Regions from separate parts of the Anas platyrhynchos genome. Here region 1 is linked to region 2. A link is a contact called in public Hi-C data. All regions are on one chromosome and are shown on one strand. Each heading gives the region's core, a stretch centred on a gene start, on an enhancer-like site or on the middle of the called end of the contact. The rest is flanking DNA. Distances are from core to core; before and after follow the strand shown.

Region 1 (4,985 bases), core at 1,265-3,764, 63 kb before region 2:
GCAAGAAAAATTTGGGTGTCTGACTTAGACTTAGCTGTTCATGTCCCTGGAAAAGATGAGATGTTTCTGAATATGAGTTTCCCATAGGCAGGTGAAGTAAGAGAAATATGACATTCACTGCTAGATCCAGCATGTCAAATAATGCATTTCTCCATTCTCTGACTATTTTCACAAACTTATTTTTATAGTGATACTCTTGAGCGTTGTTTCCTTTCTGGTAGTAGCATAGATTTTTTGATATTTGCTGAGAACTCTAATGATTTTTCGATGTAATTCAGTTTTTGTAATTCAAAAAATAAAAACATCAAAAATTTCTTCCAATTTCTGTTCCAGCTTCAGACATACTCTTAAGACGTACATATGCTGAGAGGTGATAAGAACAACTACTATGGTACAAGCCTTATCTGTGGAGAATGATGTAAGAGCTCCTAAGCAGCTAACTTACATGACAAGGACTTTAAGCACAGTTTTAAACAAATATTACAAAGTGCCATTTAACAGTCTTATGCTTTTGAAGAAAGAACACTTATGATATTTAAAATATGTCAACTGCAGACATCATGCTATCTATTTTAGATGTCTGAGAATCAGCCTTGAAACTAAGCAAAATGGAAGGTCTTTCTCTTCCAGTGTCTTAAAGTTTTGCTGAAAGCCTAAATCTTCCCTGTTTTTCTCCATCTGTCTGATAGAGACAATAGCTCTTTCCATAACTTTTGCCTTAATATTCCATACATATAATAACAACAGGTTTAAGAAGCTATAGCTAAATCTTTCTACCAAATAGAAAACAAGGGTTGGAAACACCACAAGGTGATTCATTTCAAGATGCCAGAAATTGTCTAATCACTGAGAAAAGATAGATCCCACCAAAGACTACGTCTTTTCACTTACCAGAGAGAGAGCATAGATGACAAATTTGCACCGGATGCTTAGCTTTTAGATGGACACTCATAAGTGAAATGTGCACCATGCCAATTGTGCAACCCTCTACGTGCCCCCACACTGTTATTATTCCTTAAGTCCCACCAAAAAAGATTGGGTTCTGGTGTTGCAAGTTGATCATTTGATGAGAATAAATATTTAGATGATAATCTGTAAATGAATATAAGAAATCTCACGGACTGCAGGTAGAGATAGAGTTCAGAATTGAAAGATGAGAACTTGCTCAAAAAAACTGTGCAGAGACAAGATACTTGCCTGACCACCATGGTGGACCACCACAGCGCAGCTGTAACATCTCATACATGATCATATGTGGATGTGTTTCTCTTAGGCATACCTTTCCTGTGATGTCCCCCTGTACTCGGCTCTGGTGAGGCCGCACCTCGAGTACTGTGTTCAGTTTTGGGCCCCTCGCTACAAGAAGGACATCGAGGTGCTTGAGCGGGTCCAAAGAAGGGCGACGAAGCTGGTGAGGGGCCTGGAGAGCAAGTCCTATGAGGAGCGGCTGAAGGAGCTGGGCTTGTTCAGCCTAGAGAAGAGGAGGCTCAGGGGTGACCTTATTGCTCTGTATAAGTACATTAAAGGAGGCTGCAGCGAGGTGGGGGTTGGCCTGTTCTCCCATGTGCCTGGTGACAGGACGAGGGGGAATGGGCTAAAGTTACGCCAGGGGAGTTTTAGGTTGGATGTTAGGAAGAACTTCTTTACTGAAAGGGTTGTTAGGCACTGGAACGGGCTGCCCAGGGAGGTGGTGGAGTCACCATCCCTGGAAGTCTTCAAAAGACGTTTAGATGTAGAGCTTAGGGATATGGTTTAGTGGGGACTGTTAGTGTTAGCTTAGAGGTTGGACTCGATGATCTTGAGGTCTCTTCCAACCTATAAATTCTGTGATTCTGTGATTCTATGTCTGTATACTCTAGGCAAATTCACTTATTATTTCCTCTGAAATCCTTATCTAAATGTCCAAGGAAGCCCAGATCCCAAACTTGGCCTAAGCCCTCACCTCAAGTTTGGCCTGCAGCACTCTATACAAACACACTCCTGTCTGCAAATGCGTCCTTGACAAAACACCAGAAATTCCTCTTGTCAGAAGACCCAACTGGTGCCCAAGACACAAAACTGTAGCAAGATCCTTGAGTGAGACCGTGTGGCAAAAAGCCAGCAGAGCCAGGACAGGACGAGGGTGTTCCCCACCCCTGCTCCTACCTCTTCTACACCAGGCTGCCAAAAAATGGATTCCTCTAAGTGCAAAGGCCACGGTTAAACTGTGAAAAATAAGAGTTGGGACCTTCTCATTAAAAAGATATTTGACAGATCCTGTCTCCTCTCCAGGCTGCAGGAAAGACTTTTAACCTGTCTGCTTCAGTCTCTCCAACTGCAGCACAGAGATAAACTGACATAGCCAGGGGTGAGAAAGATTAATTAGGGAACACTGAGAAAGAGCCTGCGAAGCACTAAGGCCCAGTAATTATAATATGGCATTCTGTAGCCACACCTCCAGTATAATTCTATCTCAGTTTAACCACAAGTCAAGGGGACATGGGAGCAAGGAGATAGAAGTGAGGAAATGCCACTCCCTCCCACAAGGCGACATCTACAAGTTCATGGGCTGGCCACTGGTCTTGATCTTCTGGTTTGGGGGCAGTGCAGTGCAGCCATCGGGCTGTTCCCTAGGACTTATAAAGCTCTTCTGAGTCTGGCATCAATAAGTCTTGTGGAAAAATAATTTTTAGAAGATGAACTAAATTGGCATGGAAATAGTCTTGCATATATCAGTGAAATTGCACATTAACTATTTGTTGCATTTACTGGTGAGCAACACAGTGCAATGTGTAAGTGAGAATAGCTCTCTAAAATGGTTATCACAATTTATTTCTTTTTCCATAGTAACTGAAATGATCATTTCAAAGCAAATGACATTATTGCCTTTCAATTTGGCATCATCAACACTCCTTCTCTGTCTTCTTCTCTTCTCCTATTTCTGCATAAAGTGTGGAAGTAAAAGATGAAAACCCAAGCTGATAAAGTGAAATAAAAATAAGGGTTTTGTTTATTTCATTGACAAACTTTGAACGAAACACAATTTTATTTTTTTTATTCAATGTAAAACAGATTTTTTATTTTTTTATTGTTTTACTTTAGGACTTGCTTAACTATTCACTTCTCCAAAGGACCCTTGTTTTTAAAATAGGAGTGGAACTTACAAGGGAAGTCACTGACATTTTTCACACCAATTCTAATTAAGATCATGAACTTTCTATTCAGATAGATGACAGGATGAGAAATTTGTTCTTGATCACAAAATTCAGAAACAATTTAGTCTCCATTTTACCCACAAATCTCACCAGTGTCGTGAGATATAAAAAGTTAATTTTCAGTCTACTAGAACTTGCATATGTGTATTAAGACAGGTTCAGAAGAAATAATAAATGAGATAAGGAATCTATATACAGAACTAATATGCAGTATTAAATGTGCTTATTTAAATGTACCAATTCATCTACTGATAATCCTGTTCCTATTCAAACCACTGCCTGTGCTTACTTCACTTAGGACTTGATAGAACAGGGAAGTCATTTCCCAGTGTAAACATATTCCAGAAACCTACATTGAAGATAACAAAGTCAATGTAGGTTAAACCATGTTATTTTTACTTACTGATATACAGCATTCTTCACGCTGATATTTATGACAACCACAATTTGAAAGAAAGCAATTCCTGGATGGAAAAAAAATGTTTATTTTGGCAGAGTTGAAATTTAGCTCTTGTGATTTTTGTGCAAGTTTGAAAGCAGGACAAGTAAGGGAGAGATTCTAAGCACTTCTGCTTCTAAAACACAGAAATTACATGAATCCAACAATTTCACAGCAAGAATGGATTCGCCTCTTGTGCAGAGGTGGCTGTGGAATTCTGGCTATATGATGTAATATCACCCAGCAACATATCAGAAAATGTGAAAGTGTCTCCTGTTTTGTTTAAGTAGAATCCTAACTTAATGCTTTAGGAGTGGTGTCCTGTGCAAGTTTCACTATTACGTGTGTCAGGAGATGTTTCTTAAAGTACTGGTTGCTGCAATTGAAAAATATACGCATATATTGTTTTTGTTGTTGTTGTTGTTGTTGTTTTCCTTTTTTTTTTCTTTTGTATAGGGACGGTATTGCATTAGTAATGAAAAACTGTGTTTTATTAAAAGAAATCTGGAAGAAAAATGAACTGTTTAATATTCTAGAAATTTATCAGGAGACCAATTAATCATTCAGTTTAATCACAAGTTCAAAATGTGCTTGGCATCATTCATTGCCAATCTGTACCTTATCAGCAAGTCCCCTTTAAATTTTTTTCACTCTTGAGGTTGACTCCATATATATTTATTCATCCTGATGGGGAGCATAAAATACAGTACTGTTCAAGCACCATCTGAATGTTAGAAATGATTCATGAGAATATTTTTGTCAACTCAGAGGTGTGAAGAGTCGTTGCCTTTCAACATTTATGTTCTGGCAGGTGTTTTAGTGCACAGAAGCTTATAGCAGCAGAACACATCCTTCATGGATTTTTTTTCAGTGTTATCAAATGAACTTTTTTGCTACTAGAAGTTGTGTGTCCAGCTAGGAGGGATTTGGCAGGATGCTCCATTGGTATGTAAATAGACTTCTCATCTACAGGTAGACTAGCTCAAAGTCAAGTTCTATTTTCACCACTTTGACATGCAAGGCAATGAGAGTCTAATTATAGAAGAGTCTAGCCATGAATATGTTCAGTAAGAGTCAGAGCCTACTAATTGGTTTTAACAACAGTGGATGTCAGAGAAAGTCAACTTCGTTTGATAAGGTCCAAATGAAGATCTGGAGGCAGCTCCAACAGGCTCCAGCTCTTCTGGGACAGTAAGGTGCAGTTTTCATCCTTTTAGTTCAAGGCAAATTCTAGGTATTTGAGACAATGTCAGGAAATGAGGGAAACACCCTATGTCTGTAAGTTTGGTAAATCTGGATACATTTTACTGAGAAGCCTTTCCAGATCAAAGTCTGGTTTTGAGTCTCCTCCC
Region 2 (5,523 bases), core at 1,287-3,786:
CAGCATACAGGTTTAGGCCTGATATTCATAAGGGTATGGTATACCAACACACACAAAAATTCTCAGTCACAAACAACTGTTTCCATGACATAAAAAGACTTCAGGTTATGGCCTAACATTTTTTTTTTCCCCTTTGACTTCTCTTTGAATTAACTTTAACGGTCACAAAATGAATTAGAATTTAAGAAAATTTAGCTCACTACTCCTGCCTCTATCATAAAATGATAACAAAATAAATAGCTGCCAACAAACATAAACCCTCCTAAATAAGTATAATGCTTATTAAAGGAGCTGTTAAGAATACCTCCTTAGTCCTGCTACTTCTGTAGAAGTAGCTAAAATGGGTCTGGATACTTTCAACAACACTTGCTTGTCCACTGTCAATATCTCCCTCTTTGATTTTGCATCCACACTCTCTTCCAAGTTTTTCCAAGTGTGATGCTCCCAGGTGCAATCCTCCAACAATGGCACAGAACAACTGGGTAAACCAAATTCCTTTTTCTCTCAAAAAGATGATTTCTTACCTCTCTTTCAACAAGTTTAGGTATTTCTGAAAATCTCCTTTTCCCCCACTTTGTTGGGGCAAAATAGATCTGGAACGAAAATAAAGGCAAAGTTTGTTTTTTGTTTGTTTTTTTTTGTTTGTTTGTTTTTTAAATCAGAAAGCCTCCAAGCACAGAAGGCATCAAGTGAAGTAAACATAGTCAGAACTTCCTTATTTTTCCTTTTGACTGTCTGAGTGACTCCCTGAAAAAAAAAATAAAATAAAATAAAAATACTAAAAATGTTGCAATTTTGAGACATTCTCTGCTGTGCAACAATTTATTTACTACCATTAACCCACCATAAGAAGCACTTGAAAGCACTTCAATGCTTGACATTCATCTGTTACTACTGACTACAAAAAAGGCTTTCTGAACTGTGACACTGTAATTCATCTCAAGCAGGTTAAGGAAAGCGATTCATTCTTCTTAGTTCCTCCCATTCCAAGAATGGGTCACGTAATAAGAAACACACAAGATGTTTGCCTAACCAGCTCTAACCACTGAACTCATGCTGCTCATAAGATAAGCTGTTAAGCAAACTCTTTCCAACAGTGAGCTGCCCAGGTCAATCCTAAGATATGGGCAGAATATTTTCCAGGACTGAAGAAATGTCACCTGAGCCAAAGGAACTTAGATTTCATCACTCTGTTCATACAGACTCTATGCAGGTCTTCAAAACTACAGCCAGCTTGTCTTCTTGTTAACCATCAGGCAACACTTCCCTCTGCTGACCAAACACGGTAGCACACACCTGCTCCCTGGCTTCCACAGTTCCTAGTTAAGGCAGGGGATCTCTATTATGGTTTTGGCTGGGACAGTATTAGCTTTCTTCCCAGCAGCTTATATAGCACCATATTTTAATTTTCTGACCGAGACATTGTGGATAACACTGGGTTTTTGCTGTTGTTGAAGATTGCTTACACAGAACCAACGCTTTTTCTGCTTCTCACACTGCCCTGCCAGCAAGGCTGGGGGTACACAAGAGGCTGGGAGGGGACACAGCCAGGACAGCTGACTCCAGCTGACCAAACAGGTAATCCATACCACATGACATCGTGCTCAGCAATAAGAGCTGGGGGAAAAGAAGATGGTGTGTGTGAGGGTATGGCCTTTGTCTTCCCAAGACAATTTGTGAAGTCCCAAGACAAATGCTGTCCTGGAAACAGCTCAACATCTGCTGGCCAACGGGAAGCTGTGAGTGAATTCCTTATTTTGCTTTGTTTGGGTGCTTAGCTTTTGATTTACCTTTTACCCTATATTTATCTCAACTCACAAGTTTTCTCTCTTGTACCTTTGTATCATCCCCATCCCACTGTGGGGGAATGAGCAAGCAGCTGTGTGTGGCTGAGCTGCCTACCAAGGTTAAACCACAATGGTCTCAAAGGAACTGTCCACACTGGATGTTTCCTCAAGAGGACTGCCTTTAATGAAAGATATGAAATCTATGAAGTCCACCAGAGAAGTGGGCAAATATCCTTCTTTCTTTCTTTGGTTATGTTTTAACTTACTTGACCCGAAAGAATTATTACCTTTCGTTTTTGAGCTTGTTTTCTTTTTTCTCCATCCGTTCCCATTTTTTTGTTGGTAGGTTTTCTTGCTGTTCCCTCATTAGCAGTCTCCCCCCTTTTACTGGAAGATGCAGGGTGATGTTTCATTGTCTGTAAACCAAACAGCAAAGGAGGAAACGAAGAATCCAGCAATTATAATCCGTCCGATACAAAGTGCACGTTAACAAGCAAAAGGAAAGAAATGCCAGGATACATGTACACAGGATACATGTAGCGCACTACAACTCCCAGCATGCAAACGCTGCGAGCCCCAACAGCGCAACAGGCGCTCCGGCCGAAAAGCCTGCTGGGAGTTGTAGTCCTTACAACCAACACCGCCTTCCCCTAACCCCCTGCTCCTGGCGGCCAACACAGCGGCAGCCCCCACAACAACTCCCCGAGCCGCTTCCTCACAACTCCCACCGGCTCCATGTCCCAGCGCCGAGCCGTTACCGACCCGTTTCACCCGCGCAACCGAGGGCATGCGCATAGTGGGGAGGGGATAACATTAGATTCTTAACCATGAGGCCATCAGGAATATAAAAGAGTTTAGAGGGAACAAGGGTGATTCAGGAGACTCCATGCAGTCTCCGGTTTCTTGTTCTCCTGCTGGTTCCATGTTAAGGCATGGATGTTTCTGGGTGTTTGCTGTTGTTGTTACATTCAAAGTTGTTTGACCAATGAAAAGTTGTTTTGAAAAGAATTGCTGTGGAGAGAAGGGTATAAGAGGGGAGCCTGCCCTCAAGAAAAAAGAAAAAGAAAAAAAAAAAAAAAAAAAAAAAAAGGCAACATGATGAAGTTACATCAATAAAGAAGCAGGAAAAAGGAGTGAAGAGGAACAGGCTGGCAGAATGGAGACCAGGACGGGAACAGGCACATTGATCGCCTCATGAAGATAGGTTCGGCCAAACTCAGCAAACTGCTCAAAGAAGCTCATACAGAAAGTCGCTGGAAATGGGCGCACCAGAGCTGGAGAGAAGCTCGAGATGAGAGAAGTGGAGCCGTGCACACAACTGCCTCTTGCTGGTAAGCAGCTGCGCATTATGGGGAATCATACGTCCTTAGGAACAAAGACTGTCCTGATAACCTTACAGCTTATTCTCCTTATTAACAATTGGACAGATTACGAGCCTGAAATATGGGGCCAAACTGAGGTCAAGGTGTGGGATTCTGCAACTAAAAACGACAAGGTTGCAGTGGGATTGCTCGGCACCTGGCGAGCAATCTCTGAGGCCTTAAAGAGCCCTGTGGGGCCACAGTCAGAAACGTGTGGTTTGCCAGACAGTGAGGGAGCTGTGGGCTCCTTTACTGATCCTTCTGCTACGCCATGGGCCCCTCTGCAGCTACAGCCATCGAAGGCTTTTGCTGTTCCGCCCCCTATTGACCTGAACCTGTTTGATCCAGGCCTATTAGCCTTGAAAAGGAGATGGATATGCTTTTCTTCGATCTGGGAAGAACGGGATACATAAGGCCTGAAGACCGAGTTGCTTAACAACTTAAACCGAGACATATTGTTCAGAAGGAATGGAAAATGGAAACTGTTAAGTCATGGAACTTAAAGGATTGTTTGTTACCTTTCCTGACTGTACGTATGTATAGGCATACTCGGGTTTAGTATATAAAGCAATGTTCTGTATTTTTAGAATGTTTGATGTTTGTGTGTGCATGTTGGTGGAGCGTAGACTCCCTGCACACCCAGCGCTGTTTACTTGCCTTTTATACCTTTTAGAAATATTTGTTTTATAAATATTACAAAATTCAGATTGAATTCAGACCTCATTTATAACACTTTGGAGACTCAGGAGTTGGACTCAGCGATCCTCGTGGGTCCCTTCCAACTCAGGACATTCTCTGAGTCTATGACCCCAGTGGAGAAGTGCTGAAAGGTGACAACCAGACCAAGATACTGTAGGTTTGCCAGGATGTATTTCAGTGCAGAAGTTTCCTCCTCAAGTCTACTTCAGCGAAGAGCTAGGGACGGCCCTCTGAGTGGTAACAGGCCCTGGTGGTGATGTCACAGCGTATCCCTCCTGTATCCCTCCTATATCCCTCTGCCATGGGTGCCAGCTGTGGCCCAGTTGCTTGTGGGGCCTGTAGGAGGAGGACCCAGAGAGAGCTTTGTGTCTATCTGGGGACATCCTGCTGCGACGGAGAGGATGAGAGCCCTTAGCGGTGAGGGGCAGCGGGAGGGAGGTTGGGGACTGAAGCAGGACCCTCCCCAGCAGGCTGCTTGGGGCTGCGTCTCCTGTGGAGATTTCTCTCCAAACTGGCCAAGAGACTTGTCCCTACCAGCTCCAGCCCCCTGCAGCCAGCAGCACAGATGCCACCTGCTCCGTTCTTTCCTTCCAGGTGTGGGCTGCTGGCCCAGACGTAGACGTCGCCAGGGCAGAGGCAGGGTGCCAGGGCCTGTCCCTGAAGTGGCCCCGACCTCTGCCACTGTTGCGACTTCTCTGCTAGAGCACCTGCAAGATGAGGAGGTGAGCTGAGGGCTCCCCACCATGATGCAGCGGGGTTCCCTGGGGGAGCACGGGGAGACTGTGCCTGGTGGCACCTCTGCCCTCTTGGTTTTCTCGTCCAGAAGTCCCGGCACAGGGCAGTGCCCAGCCTGGAGCTTCTCAAGGAGCAGTCATTTGCCCGAGCCCCATCCCAAGGTCCCATAGGTGCCAAAGCCCAGAGGCCAGGGGATTAGTGTCCCTATTGCAGCTTCCCAGCCCCAGCAGCACATCCCTAGGCTCTGCAGAGCGAAGGTGGGCAGCTGGCGGCGCGCTGCCAAGAGGAGCAAAGCAAGTGCAACTGATCCCTATGGTGGTCTGTCCCCAGGGTGACAGAGCGCAGACTTACTGCGAGCTGGAGAACGTCTTGTGGGGAGATGACAGCCGCCTGCAGTGCGGTGTCATCAACTGGCTGCTAGCAGAGGTGTCCTGGGACCTGACAGCTGACCAGGTGAGATGGTGCTCTTGGAAGGCGATGGGAGCAGCCTGCCAGGTGTTTGAGGGAAATGCGGAGCAGCACAGCCAGGTTTTTCTGGCCTTGGGACCCAACAGAGGCTCCCCAGTGGCCCTGAGGGATCAGGCGGCTGGGGAGAAGCCTGCCTGGGCTAGGCAGGGAGCAACAGCTGGGGAGCTGCTCGCCTTCCTTCCCCAGGGGACCAGAGGTGGCAACCGCCCAGCCCCACGTTGTGTTGTGGGGGAGTAGGGGCCATCTCCCCAGTGCCTCCAGCTCACAAAGTCCACTCGAGCTGAAACCCCGTAGCCGGTGCTGGCTGGTTCGCAGATCAGGGGATCGCAGGATGGCTGAGGCTGGCAGGGCCCTCTGGGTCCACCTGCTCCAAGCCCTGCTCCAGCAGGGCCACCCAGAGCAGGCTGCCCAAGACCGCGTCCAGGCGGCTTCTGAAGATCTCCAAGGAGGAGCCCCCACAGTGTCTCTGTGCC

The links. Hi-C and Micro-C count contacts between places; a contact is called where the count stands out from the background.
Region 1: a Hi-C map of liver shows a contact between it and region 2, with 1.8 times the contacts expected there. The contact joins the enhancer-like site here to the promoter of LOC113843351 in region 2. A contact is called at or near these places in 2 of 8 Hi-C or Micro-C datasets (liver and skeletal muscle).

Annotation. Positions count from the first base shown.
Region 1 is chr3:115,916,265-115,921,249 of IASCAAS_PekinDuck_T2T, reverse strand. No RefSeq gene overlaps it. Among named protein-coding and RNA genes, the nearest start is that of RHAG, 11 kb to the right of the region's middle. Within about 2 kb of position 2,514, at least 1 of the 8 cell types and tissues checked has an H3K27ac peak or open chromatin away from gene starts, as enhancers often do.
Region 2 is chr3:115,852,871-115,858,393 of IASCAAS_PekinDuck_T2T, reverse strand. It overlaps LOC113843351, which reads right to left and starts at 2,536. Exons shown (of 6, transcript XR_003496634.3): 1 at 2,075-2,536; 2 at 305-593.